Regions from separate parts of the Oncorhynchus mykiss genome. Here region 2 is linked to region 1. Evidence: chromatin contacts called from public Hi-C data. All regions are on one chromosome and are shown on one strand. The core of a region is the stretch at or near the end of the contact, and the rest is flanking DNA. Distances in the headings are between cores, read along the strand shown.

Region 1 (6,782 bases), core at 2,483-4,982:
GCACCGCACTGCTCCACTCTCCTCTCGGCCCATATAACAAACCACCAGCACTACAACACACACTCATACACACACACACACACACAACCCTCCCTCAGTCGATACAGTACCCCAGGCCTGCTGCTGTAACCGGCTATTCTGTAGAAGCTCTGCTTGTTTGTTGTCCCCTGTATAGAAAGTGAATCAGTCACTCTGTGGCCAAGGTCCACTACACACTGCACTGGTGAACAGGCTCTGCCTCTCTCTCTAATTCCGATTCTATTCCTCTCGCTCTCTTTCACAGATTTTATTGGCCTTGTTCTCTGGGTAATTCACTGTAATGTTTACAAGGCTATAATAAAAAAAAAGGCTCTGTCCACCTGATGGGTATGGCAATATGCTTTCTAAAGCCCCTCTTCTCGCATTACAATGGTATGGCCCTCAGAGAAGATGGCAGTATTGGTAATATGACAGCCCTACCACTAATACAGTAAAATAAAATGTACTAGTTTCACAAATTATAGATTGCTAAATGAATCTGTAGCGGCGTGTAATTATGTTTTGGTTTGTATTATTGGTGCGTGGAGCGTTGATAGTCACCTGTCTATTCAGTAGGGTGAAAACAGCAGAGTTGGGGACACTCAGGCTCTACTTTGGTTGTTGTCTCTTGGTACTCCCATGTCAGAATTATCATCAGTGGAGCATTTAGCATACGTCAAGTCATACCTTTGGAAATGTCACTTTGAACGGAGCGGCAGCCACTGTCTGCATTTTGATTACTCCTAGGCATAATCTCCAGACTGGAGGATTCAGGACTCATGATCAATACCAAAAACCTGGCCTATCATCTATCATTCTGCACCAGACAGGGAACCAGTGATGGGTTCCCTGTCTACTGCATATAGTGCATTAGTTACAATACTAAGTAGTGCACTATATATGGAATAGGGTGCCATTTTCAGACGTAATGACAAGGGAGGGAGTCTAAGCAAAGATCCACTTTTTGGCTCATCGTTCAGTGAATTGTTTGGCTTCTCACCCGGTCATATTTATTTTGTTAATTCCTAATTCCACAAGATAAGGCAATAAACTGAAATTGGGAGAGGGTCTTTAGTGTTATGAGAACTGATAAATTGTAGACTGTTGGAAAAGCTGGATTGTCATGTAGATGTACTATTCTTCTGACCTGGTTCAAGATCTGTTTCTGCGGGCTTGACAACTTCAATGTTAAGCTCGCCAATGACCATAGGAGTTGGCAAGACAGCACAAACAGATCTGGGACCAGGCTAGTATTCTTCATCATCATAACACATGGAATATGTCCGTCTGTTTCTTAAAGAAATGCCGAACCTCTTGATATTCGCTTTGTACAATTGGTTCCTGATTTTGTGTCTGTCTCAGTTTTGACTGTCTATAAATGTTTCTGAAGGGAGTGATACTTCCCCTCATGGCAAGCATGCTTAAAGTATAAAATGTTAAACTGTTGCCAAAGCACATGCATCAGATATACATGTAGCCACAATAGTGTGTGTGCGCAGATATACAGTAACTTGTGTGTGGGAGTGTCTCTCTGCTAGCAAGATCTTACGGCAGCATGAAATTAAAACCTTCTGTGGAACGCACTCATGATTGAACTGGAATTAAAACAAAAGACATGAGCACAGGGCGCTTAAACGAAGAAAAGAAAGAAAGGGAAAGACGGAGGAGAGGAGTATCCCAGGAGAGCAGAAGAGAGGAGAAAGTGAGTGATTGCCAGCGCCGCAGTCCGTCCGCCTCGCCTCACGTCTGCATTTCCTCTTATCAGAATATCAACCAGACCTTTCTCATTGCCGCCACTCCATCAGACGGCTAGCTTAAATGTGAAAGCAATTAGGGAAATTGGCCCAAGTCAAAGAATAATACGAGACACCTAAAAAAAATAGCGTCATTGATTAAGTATTGTCCCGAATGGCACCCTATTCCCTATGTAGTGCACTACTTTTGACTGGCTCTGGTCAAAAGTAGTGCACTATGTATGGAAAAAGGTGCCATTTAGGATGTAAACTCAGAATAGATGTCAATTGTTTACTCTTTTGTTCTCCCCTTTATTCACGTCCATCTATTTGCCACTCACTGTTACAGTGGGAGATGTGATGGTGTCCTATGTGGGGGCATAGATCTCCATCTCTCTTTTTAAAGTGCACTAATGACTTGTGAGGTCACAGAATTGGTGATGAGAGTTGTGCAAACGTGGATGTTAGTTCTGCATTAGCCTGCCTGGATGGCATTGCTATTGGGACAGTGACACTGTTTTCTTTTTTTTTTGCGTCTACGCCAACACAAATATCATAACCCCCCAAATGCTAATCTCCCCTGTTATTGTAATGGTGAGGGGTTAGCATGTCTTGGGGGTAGGATATTTGTGCCCCTAACTTTCTCACTCATCATTATTCACAATTAATTCAGGATTCATGGTGGCATCCCCATTATCATGGTAGAATCCACATTAATATAGAAGTGTTTAGAAAATATTATATTCTTATTTACAATAAAAGTGATTCTAAAATGACACAATACATGATTTACAATACATTTCTATTGGGCACAAAATAATCTTAAACATAACGAAAACAAACAGCAAATGCATCCAACAAATGTGTAGTCACAAGCTTGATGTATGTAGTCATTGCGTGCTATGAATATCGGACCAAATACTTAACTTTTTACTACTTTAATACACATATAAGTGAATTTGCCAGAATACATTTGGTCCCCAAAAATGGGGGGACTATGTACAAAAAGGGTTGTAATTTCTAAACTGTTCACCCAATATGGATGAACATACACTCAAATTAAAGCTGACAGTCTGTATTTTAACCTCATAGTTGTACTTTTGGAGCTCACTGTGTGTGTGGTAGTATTACAAGTTTGTTATCACATGCAAACTCCAAGGAATGCAGCCTTCTTTGCTCACCTCCTTTAACCCCCAAGTTTAAACAGCTGTTTTCCCCATTCAGCTAGAGTTGAATTCCGCAATAGCTTTGGGCAGCTTGCCTTGAATAGGAAGAAACTTTGTCTGGCCTCTGGCTTTCTCATTGACAGTCTCTGCTGTGATCTATGGGGCTGTGCAGTCTAGGCTAGGCTGTTCTCACTGGTCAGTCCCCCCCTTGTGGACCACAACTTTGACCTATTCTCACTGTGTGCATGCTGCACAATGCATGGTCATTTCCATAAGAAAAGAGGCATTGAGAATGAGTTGGGGCCAGAATCCTTTCTTGAATCTGAGAAGCAGAACAAGGGGAATAGTTGTCCTTCATCAATCAATTGTTAATTAGTCTGGAATTTAAATATGCTCCTTCTTGGTGGACTTCAAGATTTTGAGGAAGGTTATGTGATAGAATCAAGGGCCCTTGTAAAAATATGTATTCTTCTAACATAAACTTCTAATTTGCAAACTAATCACATACTATGTTGATACATTACTGAAACTATTTAGCCTTTTATTCACAGAACTCAATGTGTTATTTTGCATTGCCATAAATATAAACGTATTGATGATGTACATGGCCTACAGAAATAACCTATATGGCAGTGATTACCACACATATGCAACTGAAGAGTGCCCAAGGTAGGCTGCAAATAAGACATGCACTATTTTATCAGCCTCTATCTGCCTGTCCATCATTTATTCTAATGAGAAAATCAGACTGCTATTGTCAAGGGTACGACGGGGCTGGATCATGCTGTGTTGTTAGTGGGAGATCACGTGGATTGGCTGCTTGGGCATGGGGGCCACTTCCTACATTATTTCTGCTCAGAGGAGAGAGCGAGCGGTTTTAGTTTGAACAAAATGGCTGCAAGAACGCTGTCAATGAGAGCTCACTGAACGCATTATGACTGTCCACTCCTACATTTGGATTTTTCGAGAATGTATTTTCTTGGATTCGTTTTTCAATTTGCATTCGTAGTAGCAAGGTCGTCGGTCAGATGTTGTTGCTAACCTGCTAGCTCCTCAGCTAGCGGCCTAAACACAAATAATTTCATTTTGCACTTTAACCCAAGTTTCCTAGCTAGCTAGCCATTTTCGTCGACAATTTACTGAAATCTGCCTATTTTCTTTCATTTGCAAATTACTCCTTACAACAGTCGATGACTAATGCCAACTAGCTAACGTTAACTCCGCTACTTTTTGAGTCGGAATTGTTTCTCTTGCTTTTTCGTTTTGTTGCTTTTGTTTCTATATCGTGATACTTACGTTTAGCATGTTTTTTTTGTTTCGAAAATTTTACTTTTAGTGCATCGTTGCGCTAAAATACAAATTTCTTACTGTGTGTATTTCAAGTATCGATCTCGGTATTTTTGTTATTAAGCTGCTCAAACAGTTATCCAGTCAGTCAGTAAGCCCCTGCAGCAAGAGAGCTGCACTTGGCTAATGCTAGCTAGCTGGATAACTGCGAAGACTGAATTCCTGATTTGTAATTTACGGGTATTTTTCGGAAAAGGCACAGCAGAATGCTTTTCTGCATCGTTCTCTTTCATGCACCAACTCTGTATTGAAAGCTGCCAAAGCTCAACGTGTTATTACGCAAGGTAAGGAATACTTTATTGATATCCAAAACCACAGCTTGTTTGACAAGCCGCCACATACATTGCGTTCTATTATTATGTGACTCGAGCACTAACACTACCGTTAGTGTTTTTCTACTGTTCCAGTTTTCATAGTTACGTTGCTTTTATTTACTAGCTTGTATTAGCTGATGATTTATAGCAATACATTACGTCAGCTATGTTAGATGGCAAGTTAAATTCCTACCACCATGACATTACACTGAGCCGAGTCAGTATTTATTTTTGCTTTACAGTCAACGAGCTAATGTCAATGATAGTAGCTAGGCTGATAAGACTTGATGCCAACAAGCTGAAGTTTTAAATATAACTACAAGGGTAACGCGCATTGCTGATCATCATAGTTTCACGGTTATAAAGAATTTGATGAGAACTCGTTAGTAACGTTAGCTGTTATTGACAGGGGTTGCCTCCTCTAAAATACAAACCATGATTTATCCATGGGTTTGGATGTAAATGCACGAGGGTTTTGTGTTCAGAATCGCAAACCAGGAACACCAGAGGCAGATTATATCATAATCTAATTAGTGGTCGGTTTAGCGCGGGTTGAAATGACACTGGAATTGACTGGCTCTCATGATTCTAGCGAATACATGTGTGTTGTAGGAACAGAGCAGCTTTTCTTGAAGTGGGAATACTTTCCATGTCATAAGTCAGTTGATTGTGTCATATTGATCTTGAAATGTAGGCTAAAGGCAGACCACACACACCATAACATTTGAGACCATTCATTGTTATTCCTCTGATTACATTCCATCAAATTGCTACAATAATGTGGACTGCACTGGGCAGTGTTTGTTTATTTGTTAGACATCACTACCCCCTTTTCATACAGTAGAGGAAGGTATGAGTTGTGATTGAACTGTCGCTTTCCCCATGCTATCCATATGCATCCTCCCATACCAAAGTGGTGGAGTAGATCCTGTAGTCCCCACCCCCCATCTTATCTCAATCGTCAGACACCAGTGGGGCAATAATGAAATGCATAGCGAGCAGTGAGAAAGACCGGGAGTGGGGGAACATGGTGGGTATATAGTATGCTTAACGTACTTACCGGGAGGAGTGTGACCATTAATGTCAAGCTGAAGGCTCTGGCTGCCAGTTGGTTAATGCGCTGCAGTTCTTAATCAGTTCGTAAAGGTGCCTCCCCTCTCCCTCCACCCTGCAACGCCTCAGCCCAGCTGACAGCCCCTGAACCCTCCACCCCAGCAACCTTCCTCTCCCCCAGGGTCAGGGGGACGGGCACCCCCCTCCTTCGCCAACCCTGTTCAACTCCCCCTGGTGGGGGCATACAAGGGGGAGGGGATGGGAAAATTGTAAATACGTTTTAGGGGTCTGTATGTACTCAGTGGAAGTGAAAAGGGGGTGGGGAGAAAGCCAGTCGCTGGTGAAGGGGAGTTATGTCGGTTGCCATACTGTTTGGTGGCTTAAGGTTTCTGCATGCTTTGGTTCAGCTGGCTGAACGAGTTTGCTCGCATACTCCCTTAAAAGACCTTCTCTTGAAAAATGAGAAAAGGCTACAATAGTACTCTTTGTCCATTTGGAGATGCCTTAACCAGTATACAATTCCTTAAAATACTCAAATGAATCTAGGATAACTCAACACTTAGTCACTTTAATTTGACATCTAAGATGTTTGGTGCAGTATTTCTCAAGTGTTTTTTGAACATCGTTTATGGACAACAGACACTTATTTGAAGTATCCCTACTGTTGACCAATGGCCGGCGATGGGGCGTAGACTTCGGCTCTGCGAACAGCTGGGAAAAACCCTCGCCGAAGACCAAAAATAAAAAAAGTCATAATATATGCATAAACTGTTTGGGATTGGAGACATGTGGTCACATTACCCTCTCCAGACAACAGCAGGTGATGGGGCAATGGGGATGGAAGGGGCAGTGTAGGGACTGACTTGGCATGTTGTATTAACATGATGAGGATGTTGGCTACTTATGACATTCCTGTAACCTACAGGTATTGTTTTGCCTTCCGTTACAATTTGTATTTATTTTTTAATGAAAAAAAGCATTCTTTATTAAAATATTTGACTTGACAGTTTTGATGTTGTAAAACAATGTAGAGCTGTGCTTAGGGAATGAAATATGCATGGAACTGGAGAGGGAGCTGTTTCATTCCCGGACTGATTACGACACGTTTGTTTTGATTAGAGTCTTGTAAAGGAGCCGAGGGATGGCTGCCT
Region 2 (6,782 bases), core at 2,912-5,411, 46 kb after region 1:
GGCTCCTATCTCTCACCCAGTCACTCCACATCTGACTGCACCAAAGCAGGAATATATGGATATGCCATAGCTAATAGGATACGGGGCATGGTCTGCTGTACATTCTGATTATGGCAGGCATCTGGAGAACAGACCAGGAGAGCGTGACCATTGCTCTCCTCTCACTGCTGCCAAGTCGGATGGTAACAATTTAACCAACCAAGGAGATACAGTAGTACAATGACTTTCTCCAGGAGCTGAGGGAGTTTATTACATGGTGTTCTCTCTGTTTCTCTGTCTCTCTCAAATGTTTTCTCCTGGTTAAACAAATACATATCTCTCTCTTTTTCTCCTCCAGACCTGCCCTTCCAGAGTGGTCCTGGTGCCCAGCATGAGAATCCCCACTGGGGAGCCTTACCACCAGCCACCGACCGCAGCAGCAGCACCACCAGTAGTAGCTGGGATCAAGTGATCATCGACGGGAGCGACACCGAGGCCTGGCCCTCCATCAGTCGCAGCAGCGTCAGCCGACCAGTGAATCCTCCAGAATGTGCCACAGCCGTTGACTGTACGAACCCAGAGACCAGCAGCAACATGAGCATGGCCGCGGGGGCTACTAGCCAGCAGGCCCACTACCCCTCCTCTCTCAAAGCTAACGTCGCTAACGTAGCTAGCATGATGCAGCCTAGCGGTGGCCAGGGAGTTGGAGCCATCGGCAGCAGGGGCTGGGGCTCCGGACCAGGCCCCATCCCCATGGGCCCCACTGAGGGAGCCAAACCCGACGGCCTTGGGCCCAACCTGGGTCGGAGTGGAGGAGCACCCAGCTGGAACTCCCAGCCCAGCTTTAGCCTGAACCTGAACCCCAACGCCAACCCCTCGGCCTGGCCCGTGCTGGGGCAAGAGGGGGCTGGAGGTAGCCCGAACCCTGCCTCACTACCACCCAACGGTATCCTGGGCAATGGGAGCCTGGGAGGGGACGAGAACAACAGCAGCAGCACCTGGGGAGGCATGATGAGCCCTGATGCCCCGTCCTCCAATAAGAATGTGTCTTTCAGCAGCATGGAACACCCCAACCTTAACACTGACGGACAAAACAGCCACCACACTAAGCAGCCCCTCAGCCCCATCCACGGGCTACCCGGCTGGGGAGGCCAGTCCCCTACTGAGTCCTCCCAGCTCAACGGAGACGCAGGGAGCTCCGTCTGGGGCAACGAAGACACCAAGACATCCGCTAACTCCTCCAAGAACTCAGGCTGGGACTCAGCACCCTCCGGAGGCATGTCCGGCTGGGGCCACTCTGGCAGTGGAGAAGGAGGCTGGGGAGGAGACTGGGGGAAGCACAGCGGTGGAGGAGAGGTCAAAGGAGGCTGGGATTCCTCAGATGGCCCAGCCCAGGACCAGCAGGTGAGCTCCTGGGGCCAGCCAACCCCGGCCCCGGCTAGTGAGGGTAGCGGGAGCGGTGGCAGCGAGGGGCACATCCATCGCAGGGATCAGACTGGCAGCGAGGACGGAGGTCCCCCTCCCCTGCCTCGGCAGGACCTGGACCCCCGTGTGCTCTGCAACACAGGCTGGGGCCAGACGCCCGTCCGCCAGCACACCTCCTGGGAGATGGAGGAGCAGCGTGCCGCCAACGATAGGAAGACCAGCGAGATGAGGGGAGGCGGTGGAGGGGACACATGGAGGGGCTCCAACAGCCCCTCTTCTGGATCCCCACCGGACCCCCGGAACGGGGGAGCCAACCCCAGCCTGGGACCATCTCAGAGGCCAGGCTCAGGGGGCCCCGGAGGCAAGAGTGAGGGACCTTCAGGCTGGGGAGGCCCTCCACCCTCAAGCTGGGGGGAGCAGCCTGTCAACAAGGCCCCCAACGGTTCCGTCAGTGGCTGGGGGGACCCCATGGCCCGAGGCCCCAATACCACAAACAATGGCCCAAAGAGTGAAGGTCAATCCTGGGGTGTCCCTGAGGAGAAGTCCTCCCCTACCTGGGACGACGGGCCAGCCAAGACCCAGCAGAACCAAACCCAGAGCTGGGGAGAGGGGCCCAAGTCCTCCTCCCACGGCTGGGGCTCCGGCCACGGAAGTGGCAGCAATGGCTCCAATGGATCCAACGGCTCCAACGGCGGAGAGTGGAGGGAACCGGCCGAGGTGAAGAAGAATGGGTCCTCCAGCCACATGTGGGAAGGAGGAAATGGACGAGGAGGAGGAGGGTGGAAGGACAGCCCCAGAGGGGGTGGAGGAAATGGGGGCGGCTGGGGGTCGAAGCCTGCCCCTGCTGTTGGTGGCTGGGGGGAGCCCCAGAACCAGCATCCCAACGGCCCAGCACCAGGATGGGGCTCCAAGCCCCAGGAATGCCCCAGCGGCCCAGCACCAGGATGGGGCTCCAAGCCCCAGGAAAGCCCCAGCGGCCCAGCACCAGGATGGGGCTCCAAGCCCCAGGAAAGCCCCAGCGGCCCAGCAACAGGATGGGGCTCCAAGCCCCAGGAAAGCCCCAGCGGCCCAGCACCAGGATGGGGCTCCAAGCCCCAGGAAAGCCCCAGCAGCCCAGCACCAGGATGGGGCTCCAAGCCTCAGGAAAGCCCCATCTGCAATAGTGGAGGAGGTGGACCAGGAGGAGGCAGCATGGGGTCCTGGGGCGGCCCTGCATCTGTAAGGCAGAGTTCCAACCCCGGCTGGGGCCCGGGGAGCTCCGGAGCCAAACCCGACCCAGCGATGGAGCCCACTGGCTGGGAGGAACCCTCTCCTCCCTCCATCCGCCGCAAGATGGAGATCGATGACGGCACGTCCACCTGGGGAGACCCCAGCGCCTACAACAAGACCGTGAATATGTGGGACCGCAACAACCCCACTGGAGGTAACGGTAACCAAGGGAACAACTCCACCCAGCCGCCGACCAGCAAGAGTAGCGGAGGCTTGACCATCAACAACAGCCACAACAACCACTCCTCCGTCCCCCCTAGCAACAACAATCACCACCACATGAACCACCACCACCTGCACCACGGACAGCCCCCGCCACACAGCCAGCACCACGGCAACAACAATGGATCCGCCAACACCGCCGCCCCGCACCAGGGCGGAGGACCCCAGGGCAGACCACCTATGGCTAACCCAGGTAAGAAACTGACCCCATTCACTGTCTGAAATGTCTGTTAAACTGGTTATCATGCACCTCTGTAATGTATTGTGGTATTAGCCCTGTGATTAACCTATACTGGAAAGACTGCAAGTGACAGACTTATGTCGTATGTCTAAGGATATATCCAACGTTCAAGTATATATTTTGTCATTGAATATTAGTGCAGTGCCATTAACCGAAATGTTTTATTAATCGTTTTTAAGCAACTAATTGAGCGACATGGTTCAATGATTTAAATTCCATTTTGTTTGGGGGTTTTCTTTGAGCTCAATGCGCACACAGCACAGTTTCTTTAGATATGGAACAGACGAAGCCCGAGCTGTGCGATGTGGGAGGGAGTTTGGTAATTACCTACAGTGATCATAATCCATTGGGTGCCTACTTGTCCGGTCTGTTTCTTTTACACCTGCTACATAAGAGACAGAAGAATGTGTGATCAAGAGTGATAGAGAGCAAGTTGCATAGCAGTTCTCTAACTGAAAATACATGATCTAAATGATTGATAATTGGTATTCAGCAGTCGTGCCTTATTCACTTTGAAGAACTACTAAAATAGTGATTTTTGTCAGACAATACAGGCATCAGCTCTATAGAGATGAGATAATGACTTGGAATTAAACAATAGTCATCAAATAAAACACACAACAAGTGAGATATTTGAGTAAAGTCATGTGAATGAAGGTTAATAGGTGATAAGCAGTAATGGACAGTCACTACCATCATGGGACTTTTATTTATTGTTTTATTGTGTGTTGTTACAGCATTTAACCCACATAATGCGTAGTGCATTTCATGTAAAATTATTGGAATTGAAAATGTGTTTAATCGAAACCGAAACAACCTCAAAAAGCACTAATCGCTCAGCATTATTGAACATGCACAATGCCGGGGCTTTTCAAAGCACCCCACTGCAAAGACAAAAGCTTCAGTGAAAGCTGACTGTGGCAGGAAGGCACTGTTCTTGCTAAAAGGCCAGTGCCCCCTGCTGTTACTCTATGTACAACCCCAGTAACCAGAGACTGATCAGCCAGGCTTGGCACACACTGCTCTGGACTGCCTGCTTTACAGTCCTCCTCAGTGGACTCAGCCAGCTCGGACAAGAGGGTCTGGGAACTGGGCCAGGAATTAAACAGTCATGGCTGCCGTCCTGCTCCTCCCCCCCCCCCCCCTTCTTTGCCTTCCTCTCTCCCCCCCCTTCTTTGCCTTCCTCTCTCCCCCCCCTTCTCTGCCTTCCTCTCTCCCCCCCTTCTCTGCCTTCCTCTCTCCCCCCCTTCTCTGCCTTCCTCTCTCCCCCCCTTCTCTGCCTTCCTCTCTCCCTCCCCTTCTCTGACTTCCTCTCTCCCTCCCCTTCTCTGACTTCCTCTCTCCCTCCCCTTCTCTGCCTTCCTCTCTCCCTCCCCTTCTCTGCCTTCCTCTCTCCCTCCCCTTCTCTGACTTCCTCTCTCCCTCCCCTTCTCTGCCTTCCTCTCTCCCTCCCCTTCTCTGACTTCCTCTCTCCCTCCCCTTCTCTGCCTTCCTCTCTCCCTCCCCTTCTCTGCCTTCCTCTCCCCCTCCCCTTCTCTGCCTTCCTCTCTCCCCCTTCTCTGCCTTCCTATGGGCCTTGGTCAAAAGTAGTGCACTATATAAAGAATAGGGTGCCATTTGGTACATAACGATACTGCCTCTGATTAACATGTAACAACTTGGCTCACTGTTTTACGAGGAAAAGCCTGAGGATTGAGAGTACAACGGGGTGTAGAGCAAGTGAATGAATGGAAGCTAGCACACACTGTTCCTCAGTAGTTTTATGGTTCCATTTTCATCAGTAATGGAACCAGTTGGCTGGCAGTAAAACTAGACTGCCAGACTGCAATTACTAACAATATGTCAGATCACTGTTTGCTGGTCTTGTAAGTGAATATACTTGCAATTGTGTTGCACACACAACTTTAAAGCATACATTATAAATATGTCCTCTCCCAGGCTGGGGGGAGCTGCCCAGTGTCCAGCAGCCCAAGCCAGAGCCGGCGTGGGGGGAGCCCGCTGGCCCCTCTCCTGCAGTGGACAACGGCACCTCTGCCTGGGGCAAACCCCCTGGTGTTCCTGGAGGCTGGGGCGATGGAGGGCACGAGCCCAATGGACCCTACAGGAGGGGAAACAACGGACCCTCTGGACCTGCACCCTGCAAGCCAGGTTAGGACCACACGCCGTTGGTGTACGAACATGGTCAACACTCATCAGTAAACAACAACAAAAATAATACCCTATTGTGTTTGTATGCATCTGAAAGTTTCTGTTAAAGATTTGCTTTTCTAGATGTCTTGAATAACATTGTGTCACTAGAGGTTTCCCTGGTTGCATGCTTTGATCAATGTGGCAGTTCTTGTTTGTGCTTTTTAAATAATTGTTATACTAGAAGGCAAGCAAGAAATGAAGGGACTTGTGTGACAATACTGGCACCAAGTGGTTGCATTGCCAATTGCACGCAAAGGGGTTGCCCTTGATCTTTGCAAGCAGTCAAAACTCAAATCAAAGTGTATTGGTCCCATGCACATGGTACAGTTAAATTCTTGCTTGTCAACGTGCTACTCCAGACTGCAGTATATTGGTTCAGCAGAAACACAGATACTGAGGTTAGCTTGAGACTATTGTTTGGCACTGAAGTCAGGTGTCAGATTTCAGTGAACTAGTTATATTACAAGAAGGCACTTACTAAATAATTTTGAATTAGTATTTAACTCTACAACATTAACATCTACCCTGCACTGCTCCTCATCCAGCCCTCAAATCTATGCAAGATGGTTGGGGAGGTGGGAGGGAGGAGGAGATGGGCATGTCTTCTGGCCAATGGGATGCTGATGCCGGAGATGTGTGGAACAGCCCCGCCTCCCAGGAGAACAGCTCCTCCTGTAACTCGTGGGGCCAGCCACCCAAGAAGGGCCCGACCAAGGGCAAGATGGGCAACCAGCCAGACGAAGCCTGGATCATGAACCGTCTCATCAAGCAGCTCACTGACATGGGTTTCCCGGTATGAATGTGATACATTTTGCAATGTCAGAATCAGACCTGGTTTCATACTATTTTATATATTTCAATGACCTTTTCTCCAGCCTCCTTGAGGGGGGGGGTTACAGTTTTGTGATTATTTTGTCCATTAAGCCAGGCAAGTTCAGTCAAGCACAGTATTTGAAATGATTTGAAATTGTTTCAGAATCCATGTATTTAAATGCATGTACAGTTGAAGTCGGAGGTTTACATACACTTAGGTTGGAGTCAGTAAAAGTAGTTTTTCAACCACTTCAACTGTATTGTTAACAAACTATAGTTTTGGCAAGTCGGATAGGACATCTACTTTGTGCATGACACAAGTCATTTTTCCAACAATTGTTTACAGACAGATTATTTCACTTATAATTCACTTTCACAATTCCAGTCAGTCAAAGTTTACATACACTAAGTTGACTGTGCCTTTAAACAGCTTGGAAAATTCCAGAAAATGATGTCATGGCTTTAGAAGCTTCTGATTGGCTAATTGGCATCATTTGGAGGTGTACCTGTGGATTTAGGCCTACCTTCAAACTCAGTGCCTCTTTGCTTGACATCATGAGAAAATCAAAAGAAATCAGCCAAGACCTCAGAAAAAAAGTCTGGTTCATCCTTGGGAGCAATTTCCAAACGCCTGAAGGTACCA

Evidence for each region. Hi-C and Micro-C count contacts between places; a contact is called where the count stands out from the background.
Region 2: a contact with region 1 is called in a Hi-C map of blood, with 5 times the contacts expected there. A contact is called at or near these places in 3 of 3 Hi-C or Micro-C datasets (blood and liver).

The regions. Positions count from the first base shown.
Region 1 is chr17:27,050,719-27,057,500 of USDA_OmykA_1.1, forward strand. tnrc6c2 (trinucleotide repeat-containing gene 6C protein) reads left to right here and starts at 3,733. Exons shown (of 21, transcript XM_036949496.1): 1 at 3,733-4,548.
Region 2 is chr17:27,095,865-27,102,646 of USDA_OmykA_1.1, forward strand. tnrc6c2 (trinucleotide repeat-containing gene 6C protein) reads left to right here. Exons shown (of 21, transcript XM_036949496.1): 5 at 338-3,088; 6 at 5,075-5,284; 7 at 5,872-6,119. Among protein-coding and RNA genes, the nearest start is that of tnrc6c2, 45 kb to the left of the region's middle.